Regions from separate parts of the Capsicum annuum genome. Here region 2 is linked to region 1. The links are chromatin contacts, called in public Hi-C maps. All regions are on one chromosome and are shown on one strand. The core of a region is the stretch at or near the end of the contact, and the rest is flanking DNA. Distances in the headings are between cores, read along the strand shown.

Region 1 (4,651 bases), core at 796-3,295:
CTGCCGCAGGTTTGATTTTTTAATTTTAAAAAAAGCTAGGTGTTGCAACTATAGAAATAATAATAATAATAATAATAATAATAATAATGATGATGCCTTTTAACACAAAAAGAAAAACTTTGATAGTGCACAAATATGACCTTTAACTATTCAAAACTGCACAAATATGACCTCCCTCTAAGTCAGCCCTTTTAACGATGTGGCACCGTGTGATTGGATTACCTTTCCACGTAGGCGCGTGTGAAACTCACGCATGGGGTTGCAAAATCGAAGGTCATATTTGTTCAGGTTTTGAATAGTTAAAGGTCCTATTTGTGCACTATCAAAGTTTAAGGTCATAGTTATAATTTGGTGTCAAGTTTAGGGTCATTTTTATGTATTAACTCTGTTAGTAAACTTACAATTACGATACAATACCATACTGTCAAACTAAACAATAAAATTGTTATTAAACAACAGTGAACGATATATTCCATCTAAACATCGTATTGTACTATACTATATATAGTACAATACCATACCATACAGTACCGTACATTATGAAACCATGACAAACCACCATTCAAACAAAGTGCTAGGATAAGGTGGGAGCAGCCTCTGTGGTGGACAAGATGCGGAAAACGAGATTGAGATGGTTTAGACGAGAAGATGTGCAGATGCTCCGGTGAGGAGGTGCGAGAGATTGAATATAGTAGGTACGAGGAAAAGTAGAGGTAGGTTGAAGAAGTATTGGGTAGAGTTGATTAGACTGGACATGACCTAACTTCAGGTTTATGAGGACATGACCTTAGATAGGAGGGTATGGAGGACGCTTATTAGGGTAGAAAGTTAATAGGTAGTGGAGTGTTGTCATGCTTTTCGAGGGTTTAGGCTTGTTGGTGTTTGTTGTTGTACTAGCCGTATTATTGTAAGTTTTGCTTTTTTGTTGTTTATTGTGTTCGATTAGTGCTCTATTTTGTTGTTCTTGTTCCTTTCTTGTAGGCTTTGTACTGCTTCTTTGTTATTTTCTATATTTTCATAACACCTTTGCAGTAGGTGATGAAAGCCGATTGTTATCATTCTTAATTCAATGGCAGGACTCTGAAGATGATGAACATGAAGAAACTGAAGAAGAGTTCTTGGAGAGGTGTGCCAAGACAGCGGCAGAAATGGAAAATGGAACCATAGTGGAAGAAGGAGATGTGGAAGATCAAGAGCTAGAAATTGAACTGGGTAAGCCTGCCTAATGCTCTCATTTTTAAAATAACACAAGGATGCAGACATTTGACGTGCAAGGTGACAACTATTACTTATTTGAACTGTTTTATAGTATAGAAAATCTCTTCAATCTGTTTCATAGAAAAAATCACTCAATTGTTTCATTTCTACTGACTCCAACAACATTATTTTGCTTACTTTGAAATCATAATGATTTTTGTCTTGGTTCATGAGATAATCTGCTAGTGAAAGTTTGTAATCTTAAAATGCCGAGATAGCAAAGAGACTGAGATGTCATGTTGAGAATATCTTCTGTAGGTTGTCACATTTAAATGATTATTTCTGCTTCAACAGAGAAGTCTTTTCTCTCAAGTTTCAAATGGTGGACTATACCTCAACTCATGTTGGAGTTGGCTATACACATCATTTATATCCATTCAGTGCAGATGTTACAATTAAATCAGGCTAAATATATCCTAGTTGACTTTACTTAAGTATTTACATCGTTTTTAACTGCCTTTTACGTGTTTAATATCTTCAGTCTTGATGTTCACTCTAAGATTTGTATTGTTTTTTCCCCCTTTATTTATTCAATTACTTCAGGTTGTTTGGAAGATGTGGATCTGGAGAGCACTGTGCTTTTGACAATTGAAAGATATCACCAAGTGCTTTTACGGCTACAGTTGTCACCAGAACTGATTTTGAGTTTCTTGGAAGTCTTTCCTGAATGTAAATTATACTTCCGACAACCTATATAGCATGTGATACATATGATGCTCTCGGCATTCTTATTTCTTTTATAGCTCTGATTGCTGTAGTCTTGTTGTCCGGTGTGCTGTTGGTGGCTGATTATTTTGTTTATTGTTGTAATATTTGCCGTGCTGTTGTGCTGGTGGATGTCCTGTGTTCTCTTTGTGCAAGTCTCATAACTATTGAAGTGGAATAACTCCTAGGTGGAGACGTGGAATGGGGAAGTTACCCAAACCCAAGTTTTTTAAGATTTTTACCTCAATCCAAAATTCCAAATACATGATTGCAGTTTTTTTTTTTGGGAATTTTATGTTGTTTGAATTCAAATTTTGCTGGCTTTGATTTTATTTTTGTAGATTTATAATTTTGGATTGGAATTTTCTGGTGCTTAAATGTTTAATAATATTTTATATTATAGCTAAAGTACGATTCCTTTTTCAAGTCAATTACAGTGTTCCAGTAGTAAGATTCCCTTCTCAAAGTCAATTACAGTGTTCCAGTTTTACTATATTTGCATAAATATCCTTCTGGGCTTATAATACAAAGGTGGAACACAAGGAAATTGAGTGAGTATTAATTTACATAAATGTAGATCCTAACTTTCTATTATTATATAAAATTGTCTACTGAAACTAGTTACAAATATTTTGTTTTAGATTTTCCCTCTCCAGTCTCCATATAGATATCCATATAAGTATCACACCTCCAAAATTTATGTCTAAAATCAAGCAACCATAATTAAGAGATTTCAAGGTTTGAATTTACAAATCTTATTTTATCAAGTTGTTAAACATCGTCATCTTCTTTAATTTATTTTTGAGGTTAGTTTAATTTCTTAATTTTTTCAACTTCACTAAATAAAAAATCTACGAGTTACTTGTTGCATGTGCGTAATTCTCAAAGCTTAAGCATCATAATGGAGTTTGATCTGAGTTATAGAGAAAATTATATTAAATAGCTATATTAATTTTTTAATTTAATTAAAAAGTACGTATTCTAAAATTTTCAATCAATATTTATATACATAAATACGTTAAAAAAAATTAAATGGTGATATATTACTTAAATAATTTAAATATTACCTAAAACATCAAACAAAAATGAATACAGAAGTAATTTCATAAATTAAATCACTATATATGAAAAAATTAACGACAAAAAAAATTAGACCTTCATATATTACAAAAATTCTCAACAATTTCATCCCTAATTTTATCACGCAATATCTCCATACTTGTAGAACATCTGTCTTGAATTTCTGAAGGTATACCAAAAGACTGGTCTGCTTCTTTGATCTCTGTGATGATGCTTTCGTTAGCATAATAGTTAAAGTCTTTTTTAATATATTTTTACGGTGTCAAAATTTATTACGAATAAGCAATTCATCACACACACACACACATATATACATTATATTTTAACAAATGTGTCACTTTTCATGAATTATTTATTTAAAATTAAATATTTAATTTTTTTTATATGTGATATCAAAATACAATCTTGTAACGTGATTTATCTGTCAATTGTTATCATTAATAATAATATAATAATTTATATATTCTTTAGTCATCATCATCAATGATATTTTTAAATTTATTTAAAGAAAATGAGTGAAAATAAAATAATAATATATAAATCATAAAAAATTATGACGAAATATAAAATATAAATTTTTAAAAATCAAACATTAATCAAACTTGTAAGATATGTTAATTAACTAATAAGGTATATATTATATATTTGTGTGTGTGATAGGGATATTTTTATCATAAAAAAATAATTTTCTGCTTATTTTGAGAAGCAGATTTCTGCTTCTTCCCAGAAACAGATTTCTGCTTCTGCTTATTTTTAAAATCACTTTTGCAAGTTTATCAAACACCTTTTTTTTTTTTTAAAAGTGCTTTTTTTCTCAAAATAAGTGCTTATTTTGGGAAATAAGCAATCCCAAACAGGCTATAATACATAAGATACTTATGTATATTAATATATAGTTATGTATATGAACCATTAAAATCCGAAAAAGAGAAGATTTATTAAAAAAATCGAGAGGGAAAGTAATTAAGAAGAAACTTGATGAAATTTATGAAAATTGCCCTTTTTAATAATTTTTTGGTCATTTTGTATCCATCAAAAGCACCGAATACACTTCTATATAAAATGATCAAATTACCTCATGGAAATTGCAATTACCTTTGCACACACGTTAACGGAGACGGTGTGCTTGTTTCCCAAACTTCCTCTTATATAGCTACTTGATAGCCCGTCGCTCGTGTTGCGGGCCCAATATGGTAAAAACTGTTTGATTGCAAAATTTTTAAATAATGCTCGTATATGAGATAGGTGTGAAATGAAATATACATGACATTACACGATAACTGCTTCATACCACTTCCATTTAGAATTCAGAAGCAACGTTGTTCAAGTTGTATTGGAGCAAAATGACATGATAGTAATCTAGATATTGACAAAATATGATACTCTCTGTGGTGTGATATGTTAAGCTACTACAACTGCCAATCATGCCATATGCTAACAAGCTTTTTGTGCAAGTTCAATAAGTACAATTTAATCATTAACTCCTGTCCACAAAAATAAATTACCAACAAATATATAATGTAATAACTGGTGGTAATTTCTCATCTCAAATGTGATTACTTCATCTTCAAGACCAAAACCTTCCGCGGGAAGTGGAGTTTTTCTACCG
Region 2 (4,651 bases), core at 1,262-3,761, 300 kb after region 1:
CTATTTTGATCAACTTTTCATTTCAAACAGGCACTAAGAAGGAAATTAATTGGTGATAAAAAAATTTTAAAACTTAAAAAGAGTGACATGAGTCTTAATTATTGAGTAGAGTTGACAATTTTAAGATTAGTGTTAATAATCCTAATTTTAAAACTCTCAAGTTTCATTATTTACACAATGACCCTATTTTTACCACCCCCATCCCATCCTTCTTCAACCGTTCTATTGCCACCGCAACCACCATCATCTTCTCTCCGTTATCATCAATACACCTCCTTCTCTTCCTCTTTAACCACCATTTCATCTCTCTTACACAATTACCTATTCCTCTTCCTTTATCACTACCACCAACACCACCATTTTCTTCTTCTACACCACCAATATTACCACTTCCTCCTCTGCCATAACTATCATCTTCTTCTTCATCGATTTTTCTACCACATCTTTTGCTAGAAAAGCAAGCAGTTGTCCAAGTTGCTGCAACAACTGTCCTAATTGTTACAACATAACGGTAGCTATTGTAGCACCTACAATAAATACTGCAACAATTGTCACAGCTATTATAATAACTACAACAATTGCTGCAACACAATAATTATAATAGTTGTTGCAGCAACTATCGAGTTACTGCATCAACTACCGAGTTGCTATCTGCACTTACTACCCACAGTTGCTGTAACTAAGGATGGACATTCGGTTTGTTCGATTTGGTTGTTTAATATCGGTTTGATTTTTTAATTTTTGGATTGAAGAAAATGCCAACCGTAATCAAACTGAAATAAATTTGGTTTGGTTCGATTTGTACAAATTCGATTTGATTATTTTAAATTTTGATTTTGATTTTGAAGATTAAAGTAGTGAGCCTTTCTTTACTATGACTAACCATTTAAAATTAATGATTTTTTAGAAAAATAATTTTTTTAAACCTATTTTTCATTCCCAAATATAAATAACTCAACATGTATGAAATGAAATGAAATAACTATAAGTTTTACATAATACATAACTGAAAATGAAATGAAATAACTATAAGTTTTACATAATACATAACTACATATATATAATTTTGATTTTTCGATATAACCAATTTTTTTTTGAAAAACTAAAAATCGAATCAATTAACTGAATTTCTAAAATTTGAATTTGATCCAAAGAATTGAAAAATGAAATCAAAATTAAATTTCGATTTGAATTTTCCCATTTTTTCGGTTTGAATCAAAATATGTCTAGTCCTAGCTGCAATTACTACCACACTCGTTGCAACAACTATCATACTTAATGTAGCAACTATCACAGTTGCTATAGAAACTACCCAATTATTGTAGCAACTACCGCAGTTGTTGAAGCAACTATCGTAGTTGCTTGATTTTTTGCATAATTTCTTCAAACATCTAAAGAATATCATTTTTTTAAAGTTCTCAAAATTAAAAGAAAATAATTTATAAAAATAAAAATAAAAAGAGAAAGAGAATAGCAAGAAGAATAATGCAATAAAAAAGATGAACGTCTTAGTAGCGATGATTGTGAGAAAAAAATGACAAAGAAAAAGTAGAAAAAAGATGAAGGAAAAGAGAAATATGAGAGAGAAAAAAGAGGAAAAAAAAGAAAGAAATATTAATAAGATAAGGTAGGGGAAAGTTTTAAATTTTAAAATTTGAATTGAGAGGGAATTCTTTTTAAAGTTTAAAAGTTTTCAAAATTACACTTCACACATAAATTAGCTTAATCAAACATTAATTGAAAATTTCACCTTAATTGCTCAAAATTGTCACCTTTTTAAATTTCAAACTTATTTGTCTCCTACCACTCAATTGTCTTAAAGAAAGCCAGCTAAGAAATTTAGGGGTCGTTTAATTTGAAAACAAGTTATGCCGAGACTAGTTATGTTGAGATTAATTATCCTGAAATTAGTTATTTCGATATAATTTTTTAGTGGTTGTATGATTTATAGTACTAAAAATAATACTATACATTACATTCTTTCTAAGAATATATTATTATTTATAGAAATATCTTTCACCTTCTATATGTGAAAAGTTATAATCGAAGGATTTGAAGGATAATTTTGTTATTTTATGACTTTATGTGAAGATGAATTATTTAGAAATTATTATACCAAAAGGATGTAATAACCTTATCCCTCCGTCCCAAATTGAAATGGCACAACTATTAAGAAAACAATGATCGATAATGTAACTTTATCATTTTACCCCTGTTAATTGTGTCATGTTGTTAATTCTAATATTGACGGAGTTATTATATGGATGGTACCAAAATATTTTTTGCATGAATAATTAGGATCATACGATTACCAAATTTCTTATAATATTTTTCAAGATTTGATAATTCAATGCTAGTAATAAGGAATAATCAATTATTAAGGGTATAATAGAAAAAAATTATTTTATCTTAATTAATAAAAAAATAAATAAAATAAAAAATTAAATAAAAAAATTTAAAATGAATAATTTTAGAGGATAGAAGCATATCCATACTATTTAATCTCATAATATAATAAATTATTTCAAATTTGCAATCAAACAAGACAACAATTTTATCTGTGAATTATCTTTTATTCTGAAACTATTTATCGGAATATCCCGCACCAAACGACCCATTAGAGGTGAAGTGGGACCGTGTTGCGTTGGTGTTTCTGTTCTTGTTCCTTTTATCTTATCTATATCTACCCAAAGAAGCTGGCGAGTAACGAATTATTCATTTCCTGAGATTACCAAAAATGGCTTCTTTGGCACGGCAGTTCGTTGGGTTGAAGTGCCCACCAATTTCAACAAAGAAGCTTGTCAATCGCATCAATCATCAGAGTAAGCAGCAGATCCAAAAGGCAAGAATAGCAGCACAAGCTTCTGCAGCAGTGGTCACAAATGCACAAACGAGAGAAAGACTAAAGCTTAAGGAGATATTTGAGGATGCCTATGAGAGATGTCGCACTACACCTATGGAAGGTGTTGCCTTTACTGTTGATGATTTTCATTCTGCCCTTGAAAAATATGATTTTGATTCCGAAGTTGGTACCAAGGTTGAATTTCTTCTTTTCTCTTTCTCAACTAATTTTCTACTAATTGAGTGTTGTTTTTTCCCTCAAATTGTAAAATGATAAACACAATGCTATGAGGTGTCTATTTTGTATTCGATTGAAATCTGTTATTTTGTAGACAATAGTAAATCGTATTCTTTAGTCTATCACTGGATTTTTGAGATTAGCTTGGTTAGTCAAAAATGGCTTATAGCTCAAGTATAAAAGTTACTACTCTGATTGTCAACAGCGAACGAAAAGTTTGATTTTTGTCTGTTTAGGTGAAAGGAACAGTTTTTTCTGTAGAAGCAAATGGAGCTCTAGTTGACATCACTGCAAAATCATCTGCATACTTGCCTATACGTGAGGCCTCACTTCACACCATCAAACATGTAGAGGAAGCCGGAATATTTCCTGGCTTGCGTGAGGAGTTTGTCGTAGTTGGTGAAAATGAAGCTGATGATAGTTTGGTTTTGAGTTTGCGATCAATTCAGTATGACCTTGCATGGGAGAGATGCAGGCAGCTACAAGCTGAAGACGTAGTCGTCAAAGGCAAGGTATGTGTTTCCTCTAAATTATTAATACCAGAAATGAAATTCTATGATGACTTGGAATGTCACTGTGTATCATGATTTTGGATCTTATTTTTTTATTAACCAACACTAGGCATACCTTCTTGCTGTCATCTCTGCATAGCACACTGCTTTAGCAGGGCATTCACTTCTATGTCAATGATCCAAGTCTTGTTTCTGTCGATGGTTTTGCAGTTGGTCGGCGCAAATAAAGGTGGAGTGGTCGCTCTGGTCGAGGGCCTTCGTGGTTTTGTTCCATTCTCCCAGATATCAACGGTTAGTTATACATTCATCGCATAAGTTATAATCTATTTTGTGAAGACGTTAATAATTTTTACTTGTAGATCTTCTGTCATCCAGACCAGACATATTCAGATTGTAAATGGGAAATGTGACTAAAGAAAACTACTAGTTTCACTGACTGAAGCTCGATTCTAAGTGGCTCATTTTATAGGAGTTGTTATCCTATTCTAATAAGGTAGCCTTTTACAAGATCCTATTAAATAGAAATAATATCCTAAGTAATATGCAAACCTATATTCTACACGATTCCTCTATCCCTGTGGAACTGTTAAAGTATAAACGTTTTTGGTTTTTGGCTTTCTGGTTAAGGTGAGAGAGCTTCCATGTGGCAGAAAGAGATGTTTCTTTTCTGCAATGATATGAGATGTGCCCTAATTAATGTTGGATCAATGAATTGAAGTTAAAGAAATGTAAAGTGGGTCTAACAAACTAGTATTAATTATACTAACACTATAATAATCATAAAAAATTAGCTATAACAAGTATCTAAATTCTGTATTAAAAGATCGACTGAAGTGACATTACGAGACCTTGGAGCACCATGTTAATGAAAAGGAAGGTGGCCAATGCGGGATATTGTATCTATGTCAATACTAAGTGATTCCTACGAGGAGAACCATGAAAAATTCAAAATGGTTTGCAATGGTATTAATCTGAGGGATATCTTGGTGATTTGTAAGTCAAAAGGCAATAGACTATAGGTCTTCTAAGTGCAAAACTCAACAACACTCTTGTAAGTAGA

What was found. A called contact is a pair of places that touch in the nucleus more often than the background predicts.
Region 2: a contact with region 1 is called in a Hi-C map of bud, with 2.2 times the contacts expected there. The contact joins the promoter of LOC107879536 here to the enhancer-like site in region 1. A contact is called at or near these places in 2 of 5 Hi-C or Micro-C datasets (bud and placenta).

The regions. Positions count from the first base shown.
Region 1 is chr1:132,954,081-132,958,731 of UCD10Xv1.1, forward strand. It overlaps LOC107879508 (importin beta-like SAD2 homolog), which reads left to right. Exons shown (of 21, transcript XM_016726543.2): 20 at 1,077-1,212; 21 at 1,801-2,225. The coding sequence ends at 1,955. It overlaps LOC107879518 (a long non-coding RNA gene), which reads right to left. Exons shown (of 4, transcript XR_007052542.1): 4 at 4,291-4,651. Among protein-coding and RNA genes, the nearest start is that of LOC107879518, 6.0 kb to the right of the region's middle. Within about 2 kb of position 2,046, at least 4 of the 5 cell types and tissues checked have an H3K27ac peak or open chromatin away from gene starts, as enhancers often do. A contact at or near this core is called in bud, where this site is marked.
Region 2 is chr1:133,253,627-133,258,277 of UCD10Xv1.1, forward strand. It overlaps LOC107879536 (30S ribosomal protein S1, chloroplastic), which reads left to right and starts at 2,512. Exons shown (of 7, transcript XM_016726564.2): 1 at 2,512-3,037; 2 at 3,316-3,591; 3 at 3,802-3,882. The coding sequence starts at 2,738.